Linked DNA regions of Arachis hypogaea: region 1 is linked to region 2. A link is a contact called in public Hi-C data. All regions are on one chromosome and are shown on one strand. Each heading gives the region's core, a stretch centred on a gene start, on an enhancer-like site or on the middle of the called end of the contact. The rest is flanking DNA. Distances are from core to core; before and after follow the strand shown. Region 1 holds the start of LOC112706195 (VQ motif-containing protein 9). Region 2 has its middle 12 kb from the start of LOC112706190.

What was found. Hi-C and Micro-C count contacts between places; a contact is called where the count stands out from the background.
Region 1: a contact with region 2 is called in a Hi-C map of leaf, with 2.7 times the contacts expected there. The contact joins the promoter of LOC112706195 here to the enhancer-like site in region 2. A contact is called at or near these places in 2 of 8 Hi-C or Micro-C datasets (both in leaf).

Annotation. Positions count from the first base shown.
Region 1 is chr8:13,373,917-13,379,257 of arahy.Tifrunner.gnm2.J5K5, reverse strand. It overlaps LOC112706195 (VQ motif-containing protein 9), which reads left to right and starts at 3,355. Exons shown (of 1, transcript XM_025757367.3): 1 at 3,355-5,199. The coding sequence starts at 3,749. The coding sequence ends at 4,807.
Region 2 is chr8:13,264,424-13,269,823 of arahy.Tifrunner.gnm2.J5K5, reverse strand. No RefSeq gene overlaps it. Among protein-coding and RNA genes, the nearest start is that of LOC112706190, 12 kb to the left of the region's middle. Within about 2 kb of position 2,038, at least 2 of the 3 cell types and tissues checked have open chromatin away from gene starts, as enhancers often do.

The DNA of each region.
Region 1 (5,341 bases), core at 2,106-4,605, 110 kb before region 2:
GCGGTATTAAATTTTATTTAAAAATTTGTAGTGAACAATTCATAAGACCATAATTGATTATATATCAGTGGAAGAAACTCTTTAGTCACCTAATCTTTCTCCGCACCTTTTAATAAGCGTCTCCACATGTGGCCATTCATATTTTAGTCGTTACATAAGTTACAACTAGGAATGTAAATAGAAATGAATTTAAATAATTTGATTTTTAAGCGGTGACAATAATTTAATATCTATCTATAAAATGAGGCCCCACAATGTTGGCCTTTTATGTTGATGCAAATCACTTTAGTAGTAGTATTAGTGGCATTAACGGATAAAAAGTCTTGAGCCTATGGATTGGCTTTCAATTAAACTTTGTTGACTGAAACCTTGTAGTGTAGTATCTCCCTTGTCTGTTTTTAATATTCGCTTATGTCATTGTCTAATCTTGCTTTTTGTATGCCTAGCATTAATTATAGGCTGTTGTTAAATTATTTTTAAAAAAATATATAAATAAGTTCGTATCTTTTTATTTCAAAGATAAATATTTTTTTATTAAATTTATTTATAAATAGATTCTTGATATATATATATATATATATATATAATATACAAAAAATACATAAATCTTTTCATACTAAATTTAAATTATGACTAAAAAATCGATGTATTTCTCATTTATAATGATAATTAATTAATTAATTAATTAAAGAGTTGTGATATTTGTCTTTTAGTATATTTATATGTACATTTTTAATTTTTAGATATAAACGTGAATATAATAAAAAAAAGGAAATAACTATGTATCATTTAAAAAAAAGAAGAATGTATAACATAAGATGTGCCCAAAAAATAATATAAATATCATTTTCATAATAAAATAGACTAGTCAAAGTGACAAATTTTGTTTTCCCAAACAACCTCGGCTGTTACTCACAACAGGGGATTAGAAGTAATTATGATGAGGATGCATCAAAACCTCAACTTAAAAAGCTCTTTGGAAGTATGAAAAAACGTTCAATAGAATTGTTGACCAGCACAGTACAGAGAAATGGACTTTTGACCAAAACATGAAGTGGTTAATTTTATTAATTACCACTATACAGTATTATTAAAAAAAAATGCATGGTGTCAAACAAAAGAAAAATAATTCCTTAGAGTCCAAATCATTTTAACTTCACTCATAACATCATTTTATTAATAATTATTTTATTTAATTATTTGTAGTAATTAATAACTATTTTATATTCTTAGCAATAATATTGAGTACTTTCTATATCTTAAAAACATTGACTACATTTATTTTTATTTAGAATAGTATTTATTAAATAGTAATTAAGAATATTTTTTCTTGGTCAAAATAATATTGAGTATTTTCCATATCTATGAAACATTGACCGTATTTACTTTTATTTAACATTGAATTTATTAAATATGATTTATTATATTTTTAAAAAAATATATTTAAATTATCATTAAATAAAATATATTTTTTATACATAATACAAAAAAATTTGTACATAATACATAAAAATATAAATATAGTAAAAAAACATATATAAAAAAGAATAATTAAAAAAAGTGTAGAAAAAAATAATGAAAAAAAAGAAAAAAAGAAGCACACTGCATATATACTATATTTTAAGAAAAAATACATTGTGAGTTAGTTAAAGACTTAACGTAAAAAAATTTAGACACATAACTTTATTGTTCTTTTTATATGGAATATCTTGTATTAGTAATTTAATATCTTTTTTATTAATCTGAAGTCAATTATCAAATTATATTTTACGGGAATACCTTTGAATAATTCAAGCAGAACATCTAAAACAATATACTAAACAATTAACCATATTTCCATGTTTTTTAAAAAGATTACTAATATACTAATTTATTATTAAGACTAATAGGTTTTCACTCGATAAAGGAATGCAATAAATTAATTCTTTTGGTGAGAACTAAGGCAAATATTAATAGTTTTGAGAAAGTAAAGAGTACATTATTTTTAAAAAATTAAATTGTTATTAAAAATTTAAAATAAATAAAACATCTTAAATTTGAACTATTGCCATAAAATATAATAGATAAAAATTAAAATTTATTTAATTAACAAAAAATATAATATCCTTACTTGATAAAAATGTTTAAAAATTAGGGCTTGTTTGGGTGTGCTTTTAAGAAAAGATTTTTTTTGAGTTATCTTTTTTTAAAAGATCTTATAGAAAAGTAAAAGTAATTTTTTGTTTGAATATCTCATATAAAAAGATATTTTTATCTATCAATTATGTTTGGGTATAACAATATAAAAGTATTTTTTGTTTATTTATTACATGAAAAATATCTTTTTTTAAGGAAAAAAGATCTTTAAAAAAAAGACGTAAATTACATCTTCTCAAAAAAGATTTTTTTTTATTTTACTAATGCTTTTATTTTTACTATTAGAAATTTGCCAAACACATTAAAAAATAAAAAAAATCATTTTTTTACAAAATAATGATATCCAAATATACACTTATTCTAAAAGAAATTAATATGAAAGAAAAAAATATACAAAATATCAATTCGTTTCTAATGATTATGGAAAAGCTCGGCAAGACTTTTTAAATATACGGATAGGAAAGTCTTAAGAAACAACAAATTTTATAATTTGTAGTTATTAATTAATTATTATTAGTATTTTTAGTAATGTAAAATTATTTATTTTTTATTAATTAATTACTGGTTAAATTTTAATAAAAATGTTTGACTCTATAAATTTTTTAATCTCTATTTTTGTTGGTTAAGTATCCATTTCTTTACTTCTTTAGTAAGACACTTATTATAACTAAATTAATGTGAAAAATAGTAAAGGCTTGGTTGATTCTGGGTTTGGGTGTATGAGGGCCATATTCGTGTTTTCTATTTTTGGATGGAGCCATCATTCTCGTGCTGGGCAATGGGCATAAGCTGATTTAAGATTCTGTGTCGTGGCCGAACCGGTCACTGCCAAAAGCCGAAGGCATCCTTAACAGGTTTGACCTAAAACAGTGACTTTGACCCAAACACTCCACGTGAATGATTGAATCGTCCCCTCCCTCTACTACTATACTGCTAGTAATTTAATAACTAAATGTTACATTTCTGAAATTCAATACTCATCAAGCAATCCTTTTTAGTTTTAGCGAAGGTTATGATAGCAAGAATAATTGGATGAGATTTTTTTATTTTTTATTTTGGTAATATTCAGCTTTTGTCTCACTGGAGTTACGAGTCTATGACACATAGCATAGCACCGAGTGTAGTGTGACGTTAGGCAATTAATATATGAATTATTAGTAGGAGATAAGATACACATGATGATATAAGAGTAGTAGCGGAAAATGGATTCGCTAGTTCCCTTCTTTTGTGCCATTCTGTCCTGTTCTCTTCTTTGAAGCCTTTGTAAAAGAAAAAATAAATAAATAAAAATAAATATTAATTATTAAAAGCAGTGAAAGAACAGAAGCACCAAATAGACAGAGACATATTCCATCTTTTTTTTCCCCAACCATTTTCAAAGTTATTCAGTATCCACATCTTGCAACATTTATCTCTGATTAATTAATTAAGAGAAAATTATTGAAGGAAAAAGAAGTATATATAGAGAATATTAATATTGAAGGAGTGTAGAGTTTTGGGGTCCCTAGTCTCTCATAGTGTGGGCGTGTGATAAGAGCAAAGAAAGGGTAGCAGCAGAGAAGTCACAACATTTAGATCTTGAGAGAAGAGAAGAGTGGCGTTGTTGTGGGAAATGGATAGTGCAGAAGGAGCAGCACCTCAAAGTAACAGCACAAGCAGAGACAACTACCTGAGGCAACTCAACAAGCTCTCTCAAAAGATCTCTAAACCCGCCACCACCAGCACCACCGTCGCTAAAAAGCCCAACCCCTTCGAAGCCCACCAGAATCAAAACCCAACCACCAACGCCAACAACAACAGCCTTCAACTGTCGTCGCAGCATCAGAACCTGCAGCACCAGCCACCAGTCTACAACATCAACAAGAACGACTTCAGGGATGTTGTCCAGAAGCTCACGGGCTCACCGGCCCATGAAAGAATCTCCACCCCTCCCCCCATTCACCAGCCCAGGCCCCCGAGCTCCCGTCTCCAGAGGATCCGCCCTCCTCCGCTTCCTCAGATTGCTAACCGCCCGCCCTCTATGCTTCGCCCCCATCAGATGCCGCCTCCGCAGCCCACCGTCAACGCTGCTGGCCTTGGAGGCTTTTCTGGCTTCGGCAGGCCAGCAGCGCCGCCTCTCTCTCCTCTTCCGCCGTTGCCTGCTGTCCACGCTGCCGCTGAGTCCCCTGTTTCCGCCTACCTAAGGTATCTTCACGGTAACAACGTGGACCAAAGCTCGAAGCATTTCTCAGGGTTTTCGCCGTTGCAACCTTTGGTCTCGCCACGCTGGAACAGCTTCAATCCACCGCAACCGCAACCCCAATCTCAGCATCAACCTCAGTCGCAGTCTCATCCACAACCAGAGTCAAAGCCTCAGCCTCAGGTTGCGTCGGAGCAAGAATCGCAACCACCACCACAGCAGATTCCATTGACGCACCAGGCGGTGGTTCCCTCGGAAGCGCCGCCACCGCCGCAGCCGCAGCCGCAGCCAACGGTCACATCGCAGGCGCAATTTCCGTTTCCATCTCCTCCTTCACCATTTGGGTGCTTGAATTCACCGTTCGGCCTTTCCTCTTACCCTCTGTTATCTCCGGGTCTGCTATTTTCCCCAAATTCAGGTCAATTAGGGTTTCCGCAGCTTCCTCTTTCACCAACCGTGCCTGTTCCGAGCCCTAGGTGGAGAGGTCTTTGAAGTAGGTAAGAAGCAATGGGCAATGGCCAGAATATGATGTTGATGATGGTTTTTCGAGATTCAGGTTATAGGATTGGTTCTTTTGTTGGTTCTGTAAATGGTTTTAGGAGGCAGTGGTGGCGGCAATGACGGTTTATTCAATTTGTGGTGGTTGGACTTAAACTAGTCTACTGCTACTTCTTAATTTACTTTGCTTTATTTTATTTTCTGTAAATGGGATATCAAAGACATGAGAAAGGAACAATTTTGCATTTATCTATGGTTTTTTTAGGGATATTTGGATATTTGGGGGGAATCAGGAGAAATTAGGTTTATACAAATATAGTTCGATCATGCCTTTCTTTCTTTCTTTTTTTTTTTTAAATGTAAAAACCTTTTATTGTTGCCTTCAACATTTCTCTTTTTATGATGTCTTTTTTATGTTTTTGCTTTTTTTTAATCTTCTATTTCATTTAGTTGAATATGTAATTGTCTTGTAATGTACTAATGTAGATATTGCTATTTCTTTGCTGTTTGTCAGTCTAGCTATATTAG
Region 2 (5,400 bases), core at 789-3,288:
TTCTTGGCTTATACTTTCCTCTTGACTTGCTTCGACTCTCTGACCTGTCAGAACTGTGAGGTTTTCTACTTTGACTTCTCCCCCATGACTCTGAAACAAGTGCTTCTGACTGGGAGAAGGCATTAGTCAAACCTCGCTCTCTTATTCTGGCTTCTTCATTCAACATGCTCTCTTCAACCATTGCTAACGTCAACCTTCCTTTTAGAGCTGAGTTAGTCAGTGTCACAACCAGAACTTCCCAACTATCAGGCAAAGAGATCAACAACAACAAGGCTTGCAACTCATCATTCAAAGTGATTTCATTATTTGTCAGTTGGTTCACCGTCTCCTGAAAAATACTCAAGTGCTCCGGCATTGATTTACCTTCAACATACTTCATATTGACAAGCTTCCTAATCAAGAATGCTTTGTTTTGCACATTCTTTCTCTCATATAACTCCTTCAATTTCTTCCACATCTTCTCAGCATTCGTTTCGGTGTCAACATGTGGATACACACTAAGATCAAGCCATTGCCTAATCAAAGCAACTGCCTTCCGATTCAGGTTCTTCCATTCAGCATCGGATTTAGTACCTTTGGATTTATCCCCCTCCACAGGATCATACAAGTCCTTGCTATACAACATATCTTCCATGAGGGTCTTCCAAATTGAATAATTTTGGGAATTCAATTTGACCATATTCGGTCCATGAGTATTTTCCTCCATTTAATCAGCACAGAGATAAACAACGAAAGCTCTGATACCACTTTGTTGGGAAAACTCAATAAAGGTTCAAAAACAAGAACCTGTTTAACAGCGGAAGCACCAGAAATAATTTTTCCACAACCTGTGCAATTAAATGGGCAACACCAAAGATACTCCAAGCAGCAAATATAATGGCAGAAATTAAATAATCAGACACCAAAATTTTAACGTGGAAAAATCTCCAAAAGAGGGACAAAAAAATCCACGGGACCTATTCCAGAAAAATCTTCCACTATCAGAATAATGGGTACACAAACAGTCTTCCTAGTGATACTAGGACATCTCAACAATCAACAAAATACATCACCAAAACTGGTGGAATCAACATAAACCCTCCACAAAGTGGGTATCTCAAATCAGGCAAAAGAGAAGGCAATACAACTAGCAAGTTATATCTTAATGTTCATCTCTACACCAGGAATAACATACTAAAATTTCATAAAAAATGGAACAAGTTTACCAAGTCAATGTGATCAAGGTTAGCATGCTCTTTTCCCCCAAATTTTTTTCTTCTCTCGACGCCGCCCTTTCTGTTTCCTTCTTTCTTTTCTTTTGAAAAGAGAGGCTTTCAAACTCTCTCTCCCTCTCTCATGACTATTAGGCCACTTTCTTTTATTTATTTGTTTTTCTATTTTTTTTCTTTTAAAACTTGTGGTCCTATTTGGTTGAGAACCCACCAACAATTTCTTAACATCAATATTCCAAAATCGGTTTTCTGGATGTTCCAGTGAATCAAAAAACTATTTTTAATGAATTTTAAAAACGTGTAATCGTCCTATTTTAAATTCATAAATTTGTATGAATGTTGATTTTTTTTTTAAATTTAAACTAAAACACAAAATTTAAAATTTTATTTTTATTAATTTTAATTTTTGATATTTTATTTGAATTAAAATAATAGATATTTTTTATTGATATTTTTATTTTTAATTAATAAATTATTTAAGAACAAAAATGTACAATGTAAATGAATTGTTCCTATTTAGCTGGTTATCGTATCTGCAAAATTATATTAAAAATATATTTATTACGACAGCCTACCCGAAATATGTTTTTCTTTGTTAATTTTGCAGCTTGTGCCTATTGATATGTTTCCAAAATTAACTAATAATATACATAAACGTTTTACATAAATTAAAAATTAAAGAATTTTTGTTTAAATAATAGAGGCCAGCTCATAAGACGATAGATATGAGAACATGAATGAGTGAATTAAGGTGATAGAGTAATGAGGAGAATAAGTATGAATCTGAGTGGGTGAAGATGAAGTGAAGCTCTGACCCAAAGTGATGCCTACAAAGGCCTCTCTATATGCTACTGTATCCATGTGAGAATGGCATGGTCCTCGTGGTCAACAGTCAACACTCACCACTCTTTTTCTAATCATTTTAATGGGTGAAAACTCAAGTTGTACTCGATTTCAAATGAAGTGAATAATTACAAGTTATTAAATAATTTAACTGATTTGATTAAATTTTCATCTAACATTCTTAATTGTCAACCTCATATAAAATTGACTGTACTTAAATTATCACCTAATTTCAAACCGGCAAATTTTTTACGCCACTCACATTCATTTCTGTAGATAACAAAAAAGGTTATTACTCACATTTGAAAGGCTTTGTCCGTTTATTTATATATATATATATATATATATATATATATATATATATATATATATATATATTTTGGTAACACTCGATTATTAAATTTTATGGTGCTTTTTTAAAATTTGAGCGCTCCAGAATTTCAAAAAACACAACGAAATTCAATAATTAAGTGGTATACCAAAATTTTTTTTATATCCAAAATATTGGCCGCCCTTGTTATGTTAGAAATTAGTCATATGTTCATATTCAATATTTTTATATATAGTCTAACTTTGAACGTGTGCATTGATTTTTTAAATGTATATTTGACATATAATTACGAGTTAAATTTTTTAAGTTGTTGTTCAATTGTTTGATATTTTAATTAGGTTTAACCTTTAAGTTATTTTTGTTAATATTCACACTTTTATAATTAAAAAAATCTATAAATTATATCTGATTAAAATACTTCAAAAGCTAAATTTGAAAACTAATTTCTTTTATATTTATTTATGTTAGTTGTTACTAATATCTGTTTTGGTCTAAATATATAGTCAGTGAATAGGCAAGTAGATGCACACCGTACCAATAATGTGAAGTGTTAAGTGCAAACTGCAAACAGTGTTAATGTTTTCTGTGGAATGCGTACTAAGGAATGCTTCTGGTTCTTGGGGCTACAACGAAGTACCATTTGCAAATACAAAATTACAACTTAGAGCGTGTGGCGTGATCACGTTTGCAAATTGCAACAAGGACTGACATTATCGCAATTTCAGTTTTTCTCTTTCAAATCTATTGGATCATGCTACGGTGAACTTTGTTTTCTAAAGTAGTGAAGATTTTTTTTTTCCATAATAGAGGAAAATTTTTGGCATATAATATATAATTAGATAGTCTCCTAAAAAAATTAGTTACAATTTTTTCTCTTTAAAAAGAATTACATTTTTTAAAACGGTGGGATGTCGTACTACTACTTCTGATTAGTGGTTACTACTTACTAGCTAGCTTTCTTTTTAGGTTTTTATAACTTTTTACAATGGCAAAATGCCAGACATTATTATTAATTATTAAAGTACCAGTTGCTTTGTTTTAGACATTAGTGGTACTTGTTACCACCACTGTCTTTGTTTATGCAGTTTTTGGAAAATTAATTACTCCGTTGCTTAGTTAGTTGGACAATAAATTCAGGAACAAGAAGGACAATAATCAAAATTCAGTATTTGTCTTTTTTTTTTCCCGATGGATTTAATAATTTTTAATCCTAGATATTACACATCTCAAACTAGGGATGGTAAAATTTTATGAGACACAGAGATTTTTACGGAGACTGTTTCGAATGGGGATTCGATTATGAAATTTTTTTTTACAAAGATGGAGATGGGGGACAAAATTTCTCCGAAGCAGGCGCAGAGACCGAACGGGGATCCCTGCTCCGTCCCCGCTATTCCCCGAAATTAATGAATTTTTTAAATTATCCTTAATAGTTTAGTTCTCATATATGTTTTTTAGTCATTTCTCCCTCGCCACCCTTCTCACCGCATCATCACACCTAACCGTGCCATTACCCTTACTGCGTCGTAATTTCTATTTGCGGCGTTTTTTTTTTGTAACTCTGCCATCGTATCCATTCTCCTTTCTGTTGTCGCGTCTCCCACCTCGTCCACTGCTTTGTCCTTTGCCTCGTCATTGCGTCCCCCCATTGCATCATTTCAAAAGAAGTCACCATCGTGTCATTTAGACTTTTTGTATAAATTTTTGTCGTTTTTGTATAAGATAGATACTTGCAACTCTAGTCATATGGAAATTGATAATGAGTTAGAACTATTATGTAGATGGAGAATGGGGTACTCGCGGAAAATGGAGCCCCATGGAGAATGGGAATGGGGATGGAGATGGGAGCAAATCTGAGGGCGGGAATGGGGAGCAGGGAGGCAACCCCCGCCCCCACCCTGCCTCATTGACATCCCTATCTCAAACTCACAACACATTATATATTCAGTTATTCACACATATAAATATTTAAAAAATTTTATCCAGTATTTAATCTCATTAAATTTTGAATTTAAATACAATATATTAAAAAAGCAATAATACTAAAAAGACAAAAAAATATAATGTGCTTTATATAGTATTTATTAATTATTACAACAATTAATGAATGTTAAATAAAATAAATTTTGATTATTTTTGACTAATTTATTTTTATTACTAAATATTTTCGTTAAAAAAAACCATAACTTACCATTTCAATTAAAGTCTCAACTGATTAAGTTGTCTAAATTAACAAAAGAATTTACTAACTTGTACTTTAAAAATATAAATTAAGCATATCATTAAAAAAATATTTTATAAAAAATATTGTAAAAATTAGTTTTTTTTTTTACGTTTTTAATGAATTGAGTACTTCAAAAACATTAAAAAATTTTATTATTATATTTTTAAAATATGCTCTTAAAACATAAGTTAATTAAATCTATATAACAAAACGTGAAAAAAGATTATAGCCCAATAAAATATTTTTTTTGGGAAGGGGATATTTTGAAAAGTTAGTACTTACTTGTTTTAATTGACATATTCTAATAAATAGTCATGTTATTTCGATGAAAAAAATATATGTAAATAAATATTAAAATTATTGTGTTAATTTTAGATTTTTAGTCCATCGTAAGATTACATTTAAAAAAAAAAAAGACAGAGACCAAAGTATTGAGACTGAAAAATAAAAAATAAAATAAATTTTTATATTGTATTTAGTGTAAAGAATATAAAATTAAATTATTTCTCGACATCTAGTTTAATTTAAAATAAATACAAAAATTAAAACAAACAAAATTACTTAAATTTTTTTTCCCTTTTCCCCCTCAAATTTCTTCTTCTTTCATAGTGCCTCACCTTCTTAGTCCTCTCCCATCCTCTTCTCTAAGTTTTCTATTCTCTGTTTATATTAAATAAATTTTTAGCAATAAATTTAATACTCGCCAGGTTGTAACTATCATCTTCAATTCTTCAGCAAGATAATCAATCCTTTCCACTACATAACACTAAACTTAATATTATAGATAAAAC